Regions from separate parts of the Sus scrofa genome. Here region 1 is linked to region 2. Evidence: chromatin contacts called from public HiChIP or PLAC-seq data. All regions are on one chromosome and are shown on one strand. The core of a region is the stretch at or near the end of the contact, and the rest is flanking DNA. Distances in the headings are between cores, read along the strand shown.

Region 1 (3,061 bases), core at 438-2,937, 170 kb before region 2:
TGATGAAGTTAGATCAATTTCACAGGAACTATTCCCAAGGATGTTCATAGCCGTGCACTGGTAATAACCTTGTTCAAAATTGGTCAGATTTCCAATAAACAAAATCCCGGTGGCTGGGTCTGTCAAAACCAGGAGAGAAGAGTTTTCAAATCTCTTATGTGGGTACAGATCATGTGGATATAGCAGATCATTCAATGGCTACCCACTTTCTCACAGTGGCCTCCCTTTCTTGAGATGTCCAGGGCCCAACTAGACCCCTGGAGACTCCCCCTCCATTTGGGACCATGTTCCATGCCTGCCACCTCTGAGCCAAAAACAGTCCTGACTTCTAGAAGTTGGGGAGAAGACCTGGGCACAATCATCTTGTTGCCTGACATTCTTTTTACATTCTTCTCCCAGACAAATAGAAGACTGGACGCAAAGGACGAGCCGCCAGACACACAGGCATGCTGTCAACCAACCCCCCACACCAGGCCTTGCCAGGGGCAGCAGAGGGCTAAACTTACTGAAGTTTTCTTTCACTGGGATGATGTCTCTTCCCTCAACTTTATGCCAGTAATACACAGGGGAAGGTGTTCCAAGCACTGAGAGGCAAGTAAGAGATACAGGATGGCCAGTTTCTGGTATTCCTTGGATGCTGCAAAAGGGCTTAGAAGGTTTGACTGCAAGGCAATGACAAAGAGTAAAAAATCACGCATGATGAATGGCCGCCTGTACCAATCTGAGTCACTTTCTCACTTTCCTTTTGTAGAACATGCATGCTTTTTTTTTTTTTTTAATCTTTAAAAACTTATTTCGACAGTTTTCTAGTTGGACCACCAGGTGGGAGTAGAGCACTGCATGTGCAAGACATTCCCATCACTGGGCCATTAATATTCTAATGGCATCCCTTCCATCTGCCTCCTCCCCAGATTCATAACCATGAATTTCCGCACTGTAGCTTAAAATATGCCTTTAATAAAACAACCAAGTGTAAGCAAACATTAAACAAAGGGGAACATAGTTTATACTTCGGAAGCACAGTTTTAAAGGAAAAGAGAACCCTTAAATACTTTGAGATAACCAGTTATTAATAAAACCACTGTTTTACTAGTGCCATATTTTTCTTCTCCTTTGTGAGTCATTTTTTGGCATTTTTTCTTCTGGGTGGCACAAAATAGAGGGTTTGAATTTGCCTGTGTCCTGCCTCGGGAGGGGAAACCCATGTGGAGGGAAGGGTGTGCTAAATGGCACTAAAACGTTGATTCATCCTTGAGTGCCTTCTGTGTGCCCGGCACTGGACTAGGCACCAGCAATTCCGAAGGGACTCTGACCCAGTTCTGAAGTGGGATGGGGGAAGCGGTAAGATATTAGGCTAGAGAGCAGTGGAGCCCACAGCTTGGAGGGCTCTGTCATTCATGTATTTTATACTCAGAGCAACAGGACCACAGAAGGAGAGTGAATGATCATTCTAATGTTTTATGTTTTGTTTTTTGGGTTTTGTTTGCTTGGGTTTTCTTGGCCACACCCACGGCATGCAGAAGTTCCCCAGCCACGGATCGAACCCCACGGGTCAAACCGGCACCACAGCAGTGACAACACCAGATCCTTAACCTGCTAGGTCACCAGGGAACTCCATTAGATGGACTGCTCTAACTCTGGGGGTACATGAGCCAAGGGAGAGGAAGAGACAGATTCATGAGATATTTAAGAAGTCCACAGGGGAGTTCCCATCGTGATGCAGCAGAAACGAATCCCGCTAGGAACCACGAGGTTTCATGTTCAATCCCTGGCCTCGATCAAGTGGGTTAAGGATCCGGCGTTGCCCTGAGCTGTGGTGTAGGTCGCAGTCGAGGCTCAGATCCCACATTGCTGAGGCTGTGGCGTAGGTCAGCAGCTGTAGCTCCGATTAGACCCCTAGCCTGAGAAACTCCATATGCTGTGGGTGTGGCCCTAAAAAGCAAAAAAAAAAAAAAAAAAAAAAAAAAGAAGAAGTCCATAGGGCTTGATGACCGTGGACATGTGGCATGAGGAAGAGGGTAGAAGGTGGTGTCACTGATGACTCCCAGGGTTCTGATTTGGACAGCTGGGTAGCTGATCTTGCTGAGTTTACTGAGTTGAAGCTGCTTATGAAACACCTCAGTGGAGAAGTCCTGGGGGGAAGCTGAGAAACTGATTCTCCTCAGTCATCTTATGGCTCACAGCTTATTCTAACCTCAGTCTGACAAACAGATAAGGATCTGAATCAATACTTTCCAATTCACCTTCCTTATCTTAATTTGGATACAAAACACTCCAAAGGCCTAGATTCTCTACCTTAGGCTAGTTACACCTTAAATGCTCCGGACTGCCCAGCTCTCCAGCTCTCACTTGGGAGGCAGCAGTAAAGAGCACAGCTCAGAATCGACACCGAACACTGGCTCTGAAACTTTACCCTAGATGTACTGAGGCAAGTAATCTAATGTAGCCAAACCTCAGTTGATTCATCTGTAAAATATGAATGAGAGATTATCTGAACTCCAGCTAATCCAGTATATAAATACTTTATTGTATTTATATAAATAAAGTAATGTGTTTGTGTGTAGTGTCTTGCACATGGAATTGCTGTTGGCAATAAGCAGGAATAACTCTTGCTGCCACATTTCATACCTTGTAACTGATGTTAATCTTCCAATCTTAGACTCTAACCCTCTGTACACATGAACAGGAAAACAGATGGCTACAGCTATAGCCCTTAGAAAATTTCACCATTTTTTTCCTTTTTTTTTTTTTTTTTTTAGGGCCATACCTGCAGCATATGGAAGTCCTCAGGCTAGGGGTTGAATCAGAGCTGGAGCTACTGCCCTAGGTCACAGCCACAGCAACGCAGGATCCGAGCTGTGTCTGTGACCTATACCACAGCTCAAGGCAACAAAGGACACTCAACCCACCGAGTGAGGCCAGGGATTGAACCTGCACCCTCATGGATACTAGTCAGGTTCATTACCACTGAGCCATGATAGGAACTCACCATCCTTTCTTTTTTAATTGAAGCTTAATTTTTTTTTAAATTGAGTTGCAAAATTAGTTAGTTTCAGGTGTA
Region 2 (3,044 bases), core at 457-2,956:
TAAGAAAAAAAAAAGGTTCAAATGTGTATAAAAGGAAGAGGAAGATGAGACATCTTCTTTGTTTTCTAAAGCAAAATTCTACAACATTTCAAAGATGATTCTGCTGGCTTTACATAAAAAGAATTAAATGAAGCGGGGCTGTTTTTTTTAATGGATTTTATCTGTTTCATTTGATTTGGAGGGAGGGTGCTCACTTAACAGACTGGGGAATATGTAAAGCTATTAATAAGATTCTGTACTGGAGGAACTGGAGCTTAGGAGACAAAAAAAAAATAAATTGCTGAGGCAGAGTTAAGCAACCGACTGCCTCAGTGCCTACATTTAATTTTTTGGCAGAGGAGTGGATGAGGGGTTGCGGGGCAGAGGTAGGTGGGGAATGGGAGCATCAAAGCCATAAATATGGTGTGGGAGTTCCCTTCGTGGCTCGGTGGTTAAGGAACCCGACTAGGATCCACGAGGTTGCGGGTTCGATCCCTGGCCTCCCTCAGTGGGTTAAGGATCCGGCGTTGGGTCACTGCTATGTTATGGGCTCGATCCCTGAGGATGCATGCCATAGGTGTGGCCCCCAAAATGCATATAATGTAACATGTAGAACATATATAATGCACACACACGTATATCGACATGCACACACACATTTTCCATGTTTACTTACCGAGTTTAATGAACAAAAATTTTGGCAACACAGAGAGAGGATAATTGGCTCTATATACATGTCTTAGGAATGGCCTAGTGCCGGGTGGCAATTCTGTGTTAGTTTTAGAATCCCTCAGGGATCAGACCTCCAAGCCTTGGTAGCCTTAGGGCTAGTTATTTTCTCCCCCCATATTCTCCTTCTACACAAGGTAGCTATTTAGAACAGGCAAGAAGTGGGAGAGGTATTATACACACGCGCGCACACACACACACACGCACATGCACACACATATATATATCCTACATGAAATGAAGCAGAAACCTCCTTTCTATATCTTCAGAACCGTAAAATTGTTAAATCTTAAAAGGACTGAAGTAAGCATCCATTTCTAGCCTCTTATTTTATAGATAGAAACGTGAGGCCTAGAGAGAAGGGCTTACTCAACATCATAGTACGATCAATGACAGGGCACGGCTGGAGCCAGAGCTTTCGCTCCCCATCCAGTGTTCTTTCCACTCCACTACTTGTTTTGTGAAGCATAGTACTTGCTTATAACCCCCTCTGAAGCTATAAAACTCTCTGGATCTCACCCTTGTGAATTTAGCCTATAAATATGAACATTTATATCTACACACACACACACGCACACACAAACTTGCAGGGATGTTCGTAACAGCTTTATGGGTCTTAGCCAAAAACTGGAAACAACTGAAATGCTCTTCAGTGGGGGCACAGATAAACGAATTGTGGATCATCAACGATAAAAAAAAAATGTAAACCATTGATGCACACAACCTGAATGTATCTCAGAGGCATGATGATGAGTGACATAAACAAATCATAATATGTTGCATACTGCATGATTCCATTTATGTAACATTCCACAAATTACAAAATTATCGTGATGAAGAACAGATCCGTGGCTGCCAGGGGGGCAGATGTGACTGCAAAGAAGTAGCACAAATGAGGTTTTAGGGGTAATGAGATTGTACTGTTCTCATTATGGTGGTAGTTACACGAATCTATACATGTGATGACATTTATGGAACTACACACATTCCCCCCCGCCCCTCCAAAAGGCTGAGTACATGTTAAAAACTGATGAAATCTGCATGTGGTCTGTAGCTTGCTTAGTAGAATATTGTACCAATGATAACTTCCTAATTGCGAGAGTTATGTGGTTATGTAAGATGTTAACACTGGGGAAGAATATATGGATGGTGTGTTGGAACTCTATTATTTTAGAACCTTCTATATGAGCTTAAACTTATTTCAAGAATTAAAAGAAAAAGAAAAACTTTAGAAGTCCCATAATGGTTTAGACAGATCGGGTGAACCAACATTTATAAATTTTTCTGAAGTTATAACTAGATATTTTTAGGCCTTTGCTCAAATGGCGTCTCATCTCATACCCACTTGGCATCCTAGTTGATTTTTATCCATAACATGTATAACTCCTAATAAAAATATATTTATTGTGTGTCTCCCCCAGCTAGCACATAAGCTTCGTAATCTTAAGGACTTTGTTTTATTCACTACTGTATTCCCAACACCTAGAATAATGCCTGGCACACTGTGGGTAGTCAACAAATATTTGTGGAATTAATGAACGAATGTGAGTATGTTGGCCCTGAAATAAAGAGAGAATGAAAAATTGTATACTAGGTCACATGTCTTCATTACAAGAGGCAAATTTCCCTTACATTTTCTTTTTATACAATTACTCAAAATGGTAATTTGGCTCTGCCATTTACATATGGTTTGCCACATTATGGAAGATTTTCAAAGATGCTGAAACAACCACCTAGGTGCTAGGAGATCACATATTCTGAAATGGTTCCTCACCCAATGTTAAAAGAAGGAAAGAGTTACCTCTCTTGTGAAACTGGCTGTGCTTTACTCATCCCTGGGGTGCATAAAGGATTGTACTGACAACAGCTAGCCACCAGAGGGCAGTGTTTATTTAATTATCCTTTCTCAGCACCTATTGTGTCCCAAGCCATGTGCTGGGTATAAAAAAAGTGGATAGGCCACAGTACCCACTAAGTTTAAGGTCTGGTGGGGAGACAAATAGGTATATAGAAGTGCTATGATGAATGTACATATACGGGAGTTCCCGTCATGGCTCAGCAGTAACGAACCCCACTGGTATCCATGAGGACGCGGGTTTGATCCCTGGCCTCGCTCAGTAGGTAAAGGATCTGGCATTGCCGTGAGCTGTGGTGTAGGTTGCAGAAGCGGCTGGGATCTGGCGTTGCGGTGGCTCTGGCGTAGGCTTGCAGCTGTAGCTCTGATTCGACCCCTAGCCTGGGAACCTCCATATGCCATGGGTGTGGCCCTAAAAAGACCAAAGAATATAGATAGATAGATAGATAGATAGATAGGGTTCTCCAGGTACACAGGGGAA

Evidence for each region. HiChIP or PLAC-seq counts read pairs in DNA pulled down with a chosen protein or histone mark.
Region 1: an H3K27ac HiChIP or PLAC-seq map of alveolar macrophages shows a contact between it and region 2. The contact joins two enhancer-like sites. A contact is called at or near these places in 1 of 47 Hi-C or Micro-C datasets (embryonic fibroblasts) and 1 of 2 datasets of contacts at active chromatin or transcription factors (alveolar macrophages).

The regions. Positions count from the first base shown.
Region 1 is chrX:88,526,282-88,529,342 of Sscrofa11.1, reverse strand. It overlaps VSIG1 (V-set and immunoglobulin domain-containing protein 1), which reads right to left. Exons shown (of 7, transcript XM_021079751.1): 4 at 507-662; 5 at 1-119. Among named protein-coding and RNA genes, the nearest start is that of ATG4A, 18 kb to the left of the region's middle. Within about 2 kb of position 1,687, at least 3 of the 83 cell types and tissues checked have an H3K27ac peak or open chromatin away from gene starts, as enhancers often do. A contact at or near this core is called in alveolar macrophages, where this site is marked.
Region 2 is chrX:88,354,598-88,357,641 of Sscrofa11.1, reverse strand. All of the region lies in intron 3 of MID2 (probable E3 ubiquitin-protein ligase MID2), which reads right to left. Among named protein-coding and RNA genes, the nearest start is that of NLRP12L, 47 kb to the left of the region's middle. Within about 2 kb of position 1,706, at least 1 of the 83 cell types and tissues checked has an H3K27ac peak or open chromatin away from gene starts, as enhancers often do. A contact at or near this core is called in alveolar macrophages, where this site is marked.